2 separate regions of the Dromaius novaehollandiae genome follow, and region 2 is linked to region 1. A link is a contact called in public Hi-C data. All regions are on one chromosome and are shown on one strand. Each heading gives the region's core, a stretch centred on a gene start, on an enhancer-like site or on the middle of the called end of the contact. The rest is flanking DNA. Distances are from core to core; before and after follow the strand shown. Region 1 overlaps PPP2R2A (protein phosphatase 2 regulatory subunit Balpha). Region 2 has its middle 16 kb from the start of PPP2R2A.

Evidence for each region. Hi-C and Micro-C count contacts between places; a contact is called where the count stands out from the background.
Region 2: a contact with region 1 is called in a Hi-C map of brain, with 5 times the contacts expected there. The contact joins two enhancer-like sites. A contact is called at or near these places in 3 of 4 Hi-C or Micro-C datasets (brain, liver and ovary).

What each region holds. Positions count from the first base shown.
Region 1 is chr26:5,590,651-5,595,966 of bDroNov1.hap1, forward strand. The region is part of intron 2 of PPP2R2A (protein phosphatase 2 regulatory subunit Balpha); the gene reads right to left. Among named protein-coding and RNA genes, the nearest start is that of BNIP3L, 21 kb to the left of the region's middle. Within about 2 kb of position 2,366, at least 2 of the 2 cell types and tissues checked have open chromatin away from gene starts, as enhancers often do.
Region 2 is chr26:5,635,830-5,641,145 of bDroNov1.hap1, forward strand. No RefSeq gene overlaps it. Among named protein-coding and RNA genes, the nearest start is that of PPP2R2A, 16 kb to the left of the region's middle. Within about 2 kb of position 3,207, at least 2 of the 2 cell types and tissues checked have open chromatin away from gene starts, as enhancers often do.

The DNA of each region.
Region 1 (5,316 bases), core at 1,116-3,615:
AGTCCAGTACTTGCTCTACAAACTGAAAGCTACCACTAAACAAAAGACACTGTCTGAATTTAAACAGGTACTACTCTGCAGCACATCAGGAAAGCATCTTCTTATAGATAGCAGCAGAGTTATTTCATTTTGAAGTGAGTTTTCCTCTTATTTATTTAAATACCACAGTGAAGTTTACATCATTCTTGGGTTGCCCCAAACATGGGCGGTGGCCTCCAAGGACATTAGCAAGCTGTTCTTTTCCAGTAACTGCATTACACAGCAGCTACAAGCACAAATGTCTGTCTCAAAACTGCACAATGCAAAGACAGCCTAGACGAGCAGGCCAAACTCTGCTGCAAAATCCTCAGAGGCAAAAGATGCAGAGTCAGATTCTTGGCATGAATAGTTATATAGAGCTTAGTTCTGTTTTCTAACATACAGTATAGATTGCCACAGAACAGAGGACATATACGAGTTTACCCTTGCACAGTCAACCCTATCATGATTATACAGAACTGCAGAAACACAAACAGGATGAAATCTCTCAAAGAACATAGAGTTAAGTACATAAAAATCATGTAAGCTTGTATGTAAATATACCAGTGTCCAGATCACACATGGAAAACCTCAATCTCTGAGTGCACTTAAATATACATTTTTTTCCCCTGGAAAATTACTGTTGCTTCATACATTCATCCACATATTTGTGAAGATGAAATGATTTCTCTCTCACATCTGTAATATTTAAAAAGCAGATCATTTAGATGAAGATATGGCATTCAATGTGTACCTTTCACAGGTGAACATAGTATAGAGACAACATACAAGTAACCAAATTCAATACATATGAAAAAAGAGCAAACCAAGCAGTCTGATTTTGACTGCTCCATACAATGCAAGCCATGTTGTTGTAATTCTATGACAGAAGGAGGCCTTGAGAGAGTTATCAAATAATTTAAGAAAAACAAGATAAATCATCTTTCAATAGTGACAAGTTCACAGAAAAATAACTATTTTAAAAACACATTCAGAAATGTAACACCGCAAGCTAAGCCAGTCTTAGAATTGAGATAACATGGCAATTTATCAGATCTAAGCTTGGGGGGGGGGGGGGGGGGGGGGGACAAAGAAGAATTGGCCAGAAAAATCTAAACACAGAATAGATGGATAAATTCTTCATAATACTTGATTGATGAAAGTCAGTCAAAAGTTTTACAAGGTCAGAAGCCTTCGGCTTGAAGCTTAATTATTGCAATACACAGCAACAACAAAGAAATTTTACATTAAGGGATAAAAAGTCAGTTTTCTGAAGTCTGCTAATCTAATATATTCTGTATTTAATAGTTACCCAAGTCTCTAATATAGCGGTAAGTTAACTACTTGCCAACTTTTCTGCAACAGTTCTAGACAGTCTCGCTTTTTGCATTTTTATTTTAACTTTCAAGATCACTCCTTAAACACTGTATTTCATTCAGCCTGAAGTAGGCCTTCCAATCCAAGCTCTCTCTCACCTTGATTTTTATTCCTAATACTTCAGTGACTCGTACATATGCACAAAGCTCAGTATCAGTGATCTGTAAGTTGATGCAGCTCCTGTTTTTGTACATTAGCTGCATGAACTTCCAGTGAACAAACTTTCAGCACTAACATCCCCACACCTCCAAGATAAAAACAGCATGCTCAGTGTTGGCAAGGGACTTAAACTCTTCAATGCCTGATCAGCTATCTAGAAGATAAAATTGGTCCAAGTACTTGAAATTATTTTAAATTAAAAAAAAGAATACATTCCTTATTAGCAATCACAACAGAAAATTAATACTTCATTTTTAAACTAAAGATGCATCTATAGAGCCTAGCGTCCCTTCTGTACTGTAAGCCTTAACAGCTCCTGCTCCAAGGACAAAATCAATGTGCAAAAAAAAAAAAAAAAAAAAAAAAAGGCAGAAAAATGCTTTCTTATTAACTAATCTCAAAATAGAGCTGATATGCGTATTTTATACAAAATCAATACTAGAAAGCAAAGCAACCAAACATTTTAAATCCAATAACTCACCGTTAAGAATATTGTATTCCCATACCTTGGTCAAAGCAAGAGACAGACATCAAGGCACTGGTGTTCAACTGGGCGGATTTAATAGTGTTTGAGAATTGACAGGGGAAGCATTTCATCTTCCGCAGTGCACTGATTTGCTTGTGTATTTTCATCTGTATTAACACCCTTGTTGCCAAATAAAATGAATGTTAGCCTTTTCTTTCAAATGCTAACTAGAATTCCAGTGATAATTACACATAGGGTGATTTTAGTCCTTCAGTGCTGCAACGGGCAAGAGAGCATCTATAGAATGCACTGCCGTCTCTCTGCCTCCTCCCTTTTGTGCATGCTATTTTTTGCTACAGTCTCTAGGTGGGAGTCTTGCAAACACAGAGGGCTGCTCTCACTGCCCAGGAGCTTGTAAATGATACCTTCCATAAGCAAACAGCGTGAGGGAGGAACATCTGAGCAAGCAGCAGATTATAGGTGCTCTACTGTCACTAATGCCAGTGGCTTTAAGAAATATGAGTTATTCTAGTATTTACTGCAGAGTTCATTTCAATGCCCTCCTCTTCAAGCACCAGTGCTGGAGATAAGCAGCCATCAAAACCTTATCTGATAACCATACCCTTCACAAGGTACGGCTAGATCAGCATTACCTGCTAACAGACCTGCACAGAGTTACTAAATGAATATGCAGTACCCATGCCTTGAGACACCAGATCTGTCTCTCCCTTCAAGTGTCTTGAAACATCTTTGACACCAAGAAGATGAAGTTTGACATTTCAAAGCACTAAGATTTTAAAACACCACAGTGCAACATCAGACACAGGATGAAGACCAGTTTGGCAAAAAACATGAAACAGGATGTATGAAAATGTACATCTGCATTCCTATAGAGTACTTATCACTACTGGAATACTAAATTTAATCATTCTTACAGATGGGGAACCCAAATAAGAAGAAAGCAAAAAAACCAAACAACTTAAAAAATGTTTCTTTAGACATCATTAACTTAATTTTTCTGAAACCTGATTTTGTGTCTTGCCCACAGGGCAGCTTGATCCCTTGACACCAAGCAGCATCTGACATCTCAAAGTAACAGAAATCTCTTCCTTTCTTGAAGAGCTTTTACTCCCTGTAAGTAGGTCTTCTCTGGAGTAAAACTACTGTAACCTTTCCAAACAGATATGCTCATAGGCAAGTTTCTATTAAAAACTTTATAGTTTTACTATTCAGATATACTGAATTAGGACATTATGTTAATGCACTACAACATAACTGGATTATTATGAGAACTTATCAGAGACAGCATAACTTTTTTATTCCAATGTCTGTAATAGATAGTCTCTATTGCCTATACATCAAAGTTGCATGGAATCAAGTACAGGAAGGACAACATGTTCTGTCAACATTCCTATTATCGTGTAAGCATTACTGATAGGGGAAAAAAAAATCAAGATGGAAAAAGAGGTGACAACTTTATAGAGTCTTTTGTGGTAATGAGAAAAAGTAGTTTTAAGTTAAGTAACTAGAAAAATAAAGCTTGCCAAACTGAACTGTCAGTAGAGAGTCAAAACAAACACCTGAGCTGAAGAAAATCTAACGTAGGTCACCATAGCTCAGGAGGTCCAGATAATAAACTGTCATTTTGTTTTCTCTTTTAGAAACTAGAATTCTCTCCAATTTTGTAGTAAAAGAGAGTTACTACCACAAATATCAATTATTCTAACTCGAAGCAGGAGGACACAGTGATGGCTTAGGCTTTTCTAGCAAGAGCATCGTAACATACATCAGGTTGCTCCTTTCAGCAGTTGTCCTGCACAAGGTAAACTGACAAGTCTTCCAGAGTACCTAATTTCCTGTTCAACCTTCCGAGTAGATTTCTCCCAAAATCTAAAAGAGAAGCAGAAGTCATCCATCTTGCATGTTAAAGAGACACGGAATTGCCAGACTTTTCCTCTGTTACGAGACAAGAAGTCTTTGCTTGCTTTCTATTTCTATTCAAACTATAAAAGCCATTAGAATTGAAGACAAGCCAATGAGAGCCTGTAAGAAAAAACTCTGCATCAAAAAAGTGATAGTATTGAAAAACAGATTCCTATATGCAAGACCAAAATATCTGCATTAAAAACAAAAAAACCCTTAAGAGTGACTTGCCCACAAGGAAGGATTTTATAACCTTCATCGCTTAATGACAGTCATGCTGGAAAACAGGAAAGTTTATATCCATATAAAATACACACATCCCAATACACATGCGACTGTCATCATTCGTAAAAGCTCCCATCAGTTTTCATGAAAGTCAATAAACCTCAATTACTGCATAACTTGAGGTGGGCAACTCAAGGGTTACCATAGTATTTAAGTGTCATTCCCCCCCCCCCATCCCCATCCCCACTACATATGGGTTGTCTTTTAGCTCCACTAAATACCCCTTAGTGCACACTTTTGTTAATGCTGTAGAACTACTAAAAAATACTTCCAGATAATGATAAAAAAAATCTGCACAACCTAAAGTCCATTTACTTTTGTTGTGCATGTGTGTCTAGTGAAAACATCTTCCAGCAGGTGAATCAAACACGGAACCACATCAGGGCTGTACTGCTACTAGCAAAGAAATAGAACAGGGTACAGCCAAACAGAGCAGTGATCTTAAATATCCCAAATATCCTACAGAACCATAAAAAGAAGCTTCTGGTCACTGACTTATTTCCACATGTGAGCAGGGCAGAGTCTGCTCTCCCAGGAGTCCTCAAAACCTCCAGACAGTTCTCCCAGATACAGCAGCTACACACTAGTTTCTTGCAACTGCTTTCAAGTTTGCTTTTTCTTGTACACATGATTTTTATTTTTAAAAGCTGTTCTGAGCTTGTTACGTATTGTTTCAATGATGCATCTTCACTTTTAAGTGCTTAAATAGAAATCAAGACTACCTCAGGGTCATAACAACACTTATCTTCACTATGTTCAAGTAGGACTAGTTTTCCCATAGTAAGCACGGAGAGACAGGAACCTGAAGCTCTCCTAGCAAATCTAGGACCAAAGCAGTAAAAACATGGTGTCTAGCTTTGACAGAAAACAGGATGGGGGAGAAGACATTTATTACCAAGTTTTGATAATGTTAATGCCACATATTCAGAACTCACCACGTGAAAGGGGGACATACAGAATCTCAGAAGAAAGTTGTTACCAGTGGCAGGTACACACTTCTGATTAACTAACAAGAGAAAGCCACTTAAACCAAACATCACTTGTTTCACATTGGATAAAGACAACAGTCAATTTTTGAATTCTTAATT
Region 2 (5,316 bases), core at 1,957-4,456, 46 kb after region 1:
AGAGAAATTATAACTTTCATTCAGATCTGTATGACAAAAATATAAAATACTTGTTGACAAAATGGGAAATATATATCTGAAGTTTCCGGTTTATGTTAAATTTTATCTGCTAATTATTGTGATCTTGGGTGGAGGCATCTGACAAAATTCTCAAAACACCTCAAATGAAAAGTTCAGCAGAAGAAAACCCAATTCCTTCTCCTTTGTTGAATATTCTTTGGGTCCCTAAGAAAAATAAATACTAGACAGGCTTAGTCAGGTCTCTCACATTTATATGTTCACAAAGGTATGTGGCATTTCAGTTAATACTAAGATCCAGGAATACTTCCAAGTTCTTCGGAGCAGCTCAGGTGTTCATCCTTGATGTACCTAAGGTGGACAGAGCATTAGCTGTGTTGGAAGGGCAAGGAACTGTGAGATGGGAGCTCATAAATTATGGCTAATTTCTACTCTAAATTTTAGTTGTCAAATGGTGAGCCAACATGGCATGTAGAACAGGGAATGTCTTCTCAGGCTTCTCTAAAGATAATCGTTAATATTTTTTCATTTTTTCCCTTGTTTTTTAGGATGAAATCAGCCAGGAGAGGGAAGCAACAGCATAATCAGATCAGACGGATGAGGCAGATGTGAAACAACAGCAGTGAGATAATAGGCAGCTTCCTTTGGGACTTTTTTTTCTACCAGGATCCTAAATATAAGATGTGAAAGGGTAAGCAGGAATTCTGAATCATGTGCACATATGAAGCTGATTAAGCAGAAAACTGGGTAGCTCAGGAAAATTGATTTGTAAAGTCTTCTGCTACTGCTATATGCGTTACAGCGGGACACTGGTTTTGTCTACAGCTAAAAGTTAAACTTTAGGTGTGCTGGTGTAGGGGAGTAACCCCCAAATTTTCTTAATTTCTCTCCATCTATAGTAAGCCATACCACTGAAAATGTATGCATGCCATCCAGTCAATCCAAGTCTCACAATGCAAAATAAATTGTACCAGTTTAAGGCACGCGTTGTGATACTATAGTTACATTGGTATTAGGGCTTTTATTCACCTAATTCATGTTGAAAGGAAAAATAACATGCTCCTTTTGTAAAAAAGCAGGAAAGTATGATTAAGGGTGCCTGGTGAGAGCAGCTATATCGATAACACAATAAAAAGACAACGCTAGCCTCGGAGGCCAGAATTTGTTATTGGCAGGATATTTTCTTAGCAGACTCCACAACCCCATAATTTACTCCTAATTTGCTTGCTAATCTGAAAAAGATACGTTTATGAGGTTTTTGAAGAAGCTAGAGGATACATTTCTGAAGTTGCTAGTCGGTTATTAAAATGTAAGTAAGTCCTGTTTAATACTCACCAGTGGAACTGTGCACAATTTAATGCCTGTTATATGGATCTTAAGAACACGTAGCAGACGCTTGCAATGCTGAAACTCAAAATGAATATTTAACTGGTTTAAAGTACTGCAGTCTTGATTCCAGTGAGGTTTGCACCTTTCAGGACTTTCCTCTGATACTGTGAAAAGATTCACATCAGAAATTCTTGTATTTCAGGTAAGCGTCTGTGTTAACCTATCCTATAGGAAATGAAGTTGGTTGGCAAAGGTGAGATGAAGAGTAGAAAAAGCATTTTAGCATTTTTTTCCTTTTCTCTACAGAGTTCTTCAACCAGATTGCTGGTTTAACTTCTAAATTGGAGCTAGATTCATGACTCAGCTGCGATTTTACTGCTACCCTTTCAATTTTGGGTGGGAAATGTTATATATGTGTCACTTTTCCAGCTGAGAAAAGACATATATACTGCTTAGCTCCCCCATGTCCCAAGAGGTCTTCTGACCCATAAAAATGATAATGTTACCTTATGCTCTCCCATTAGACATGCAGTGAAATATATCCACTGATAGTTATCTTTCAAGCAGCTGAAAGATGATGATTGAAATGACATATACTTTCCCCTCCTCCCCACCATGTCTCTCTCCCATACTTTTATCAGGGGCAAGGAGTGTTCAGGATTTTAGAAGTGGCATATGTAATCTTTCACTTCCAGACTGGCAGTTCACAAGTTTCCAAACTGGAAAAAACTGAATTGTTGCTATTAACTGTTTACTGGCCTGCAAGGAATGAGCTTTTTCTGGGTTTTAGTCTAATTCCTAGAGGACAGGTGTCCTTGAAACTAAAAGCCATCATCCTGGCTGATACTCTTTATTCCTAGGGACATCAGAAAGACTAAAGAATGAATTTATGAGTGAGTCCTGGAAATCCTTTCTGGGAGATGATCCCTAAAAAAGGGCTGTTCAACCTATAGCTCTTCAGTCAAATCCAATCCACAATGCAGCTTTATTTGGCTCTAAGAATATTGTCTGCTTGTTGGGCTGATGTTTTCGAGAGTATTGGCATAGTACTGCGGAGCGTCAAGACCTTTTTGGGTCTGGTAAGGTTTATTATATGTGAAACAGCTGTGTACAAACATGGCAGGGGTGATCTCTTCCCCCAACATTTGAGAATTTTATTCCCAAGCGTACAGAAAATGCTATCTTTTCCTTAGAGCCTGGTGTGGGATATGCTAGCAAGGCGATCTGAGGCAGCTTGCTTGTTGTTACATGCACTATGGATATAAGCAGGGAACTTCAGGCTGTGGTTAAGCCAATACTCTGCATGAACCCTAATTTGATGGTGGTTGCTAATAGCTTCTCAGGGGGCTTATACGAATCACTTTAAACAGCCCATAGACACAATACAGGCATGTAACATGGGGATGTGAGAATTACCAAGTTGCTTCATACTTGTGGGCCATTTCATATATGTTTCACGTAACAGCTACCGCTGGAAAGAATGAGATTCTTCCAGAGGCAACGAAACCCCAAAGAAAACAGGTTGGCAAAAATATGCCCCTTCACAAGGGTCTCATGCTAACTCTTAATAGAAACAATAAAGCTCTGAAAGTAAGGGCTGCTTTTATCAGCAATACCAGGCCTACCCAAAGCTACAACGTAGTGATACTCATATCGAGTTCATCATAAAGGCTAGTTCAGGTGCAATTACAGCCTTTCTACTGGGTGTTTTTTTAATTTGTCCTCTAGGTGTGTAGGGCTGCCTGTGCTGGGTGACAGCAGTATAGAAAAGTAATTCTTTCCTAGAAGGCTTTTCCCATAAGTGAGGCTGCTGCTGCTGCTGAAGCAGCAATGCTGCTGTCTCCAGTTCCTCGCCGAAACGCTGCACTAATGCTGCCACCTATGGAAAATTTCGAGACCTGACCTTTGCGGTCCGGCTCATACAGTGCAGCTGTGAAAACAGGATTTGAACAGGCCCTGCTGATCTGCAGATATAACTCCGTGTTTTTTTATTAGGTCTTTGTTAATCTAGATGTGAGGTGGCTCAAATTCTCTTCCTTCCAAATAAATTGTTTTTGAAATTGAAATTGCTTCCGGAAATTGGTCCTTAAGGCAATATTTTTGCTTGACACTGGCACCTCGAGGCCCCCATGTAAAAATACCCCTGGCCATTATGCTAAGTGCTGCGCAAACTTCAGAAGGAGCTGGGGCTGGGCGGCGTTTCCAGCCCTCCTTCCTGACATTCTCCACAAAGGCACAAGGAAAAATTTGGTGCTCGGGGAGACACCCGGCTCGCTGCACGTGAATGGTACGTTTGTGTGCACGATAGGGCAGTACACGTGGCATCGGAGACCCCAGCGGAGTCTCACCCTGGGACTTGTTTCCACTTTCACGCACAAAATAGCACCCTGCCCAGGGTGTCGAGCATCGGGTGCCATCACGAGGAAAGGCTCCATTTTAGGCGTGAGGAGCACGGGGAGAAGCTGATGGGCCAGGCTGCGGGTGCAGGCTCTGCAGCCTAACGGCGTATTTTGGAGTTGCAACTACACGTGCTGCCCTGGGACCGCCAATACACAAGGCGGGACGCTGAAAACGCGCAGGGCAGCCCTTCTCCAGCGTGGGCAGGCGGCAGGAGCCAGCCCTAAAGGCTTGAGGCAGGGCTGCCCTCTCACGAGCCTCTCCCCCAGAGGGGAGCACGCCTCGGCCCCCATTACCTGCACACAGCCTTGGGCTGGAGCAGAGGATTTAGAGGGGAAAACCTGCTATTAGTTCACTTTATTTCTGTGGAGTGTCGAAACGCAGGGTAGCTGGGCGGAGGCCTGTGAGGGGAGGAAGGGTGGGGCCCCCCAGGTGCTGTCACTGAGCAGCTGATTGCTGAGGGGAGCCCTGAGAGGGGCCCGGAACCTTCCGGAACCTTCTGGAACGGGGAGGGGCTGTTGGCCCCGCTGAGGCAGCACCCGCCCTGCTGAGGTAACACCGTGTTCCCTCGCCCACCCTGTGGTCCTTGCTGCTTTGGGTGGTTTTCCCTGTTAAAAACCCAGCACGGGAAGACCTCCAGCAGGTAGGAGCTGGCTTAGTTGGCTGTGGCAGTGTGGGGAAGTGTGGATGGGAGGAATGTAGCTCTCTTTTTGTGGTGCCTGAATTGTTTTTGATGGTTGCAGCCTGCAAGCTGGCATAAGTGGCAGTGTTTCCATCTGAAATGGCTTGGGAGGAGCAGTTTTGGGCTGGGGAGCCCCTTCTGCTCTGTGTAATGGCTGTTCTCTTCCCTTTGTGGGTTCTTGCATAGTAGATTTTCAGCTCAGCTGAATTTACTGTGAGTGATATAATAGTAAAATAATCAGTAGTGAAAGCTGCTCCAAACCATATATAGATAACTTAATGTGCGTCGACTAAGGTTTGTCAAAGACTTGTTTGTGCATGTTCAGGTTTAGCTTAACTTACTTGGTGAAAATAAGGTACCAGTGTTACAGAAAGAAGTGTCTCAACATAGCAATGTAGCCACTGTGCTTCTTGTTCCCATCTGTTTAAACCCAAATTAATGTCTTACTGTGGATAAATGATTATGTCTACAATTTCTTTTTTGTTTTTTTTCCTTTCTAGCTAATAAGTTAGTGCTAGGATAAGGGGTGTTGTGCTGGAATGGTTTTGAGACTCTTAGTAGCGTGGATGGGCTGTGTTTCTTGCTCTGCCAATGCCAAGAAAGAAGGGTGTTAGCACATGGAGAATTAAAACAAAGCAGGTGGCGAAGTTGTACTATGGTTTTCTTTAACAACGGGCACAGGATTTCAGATGCTCTGTGGAAATGTGGTAGGCACAGTGTACTCTAGAGCATGAAGCTTTTAGTTTTAACCTATTTCTCATTTTAAAAAAGCAAATCCCCCCATCCACACACATTTGGTTGGGTTTTTGTGAGCAATCTTGGCATTTAAGTTATTGCTTTCCCATCTGCATGTGTGTAGATGATGAAGGGAAAAGTAGAAAATGGAGGTA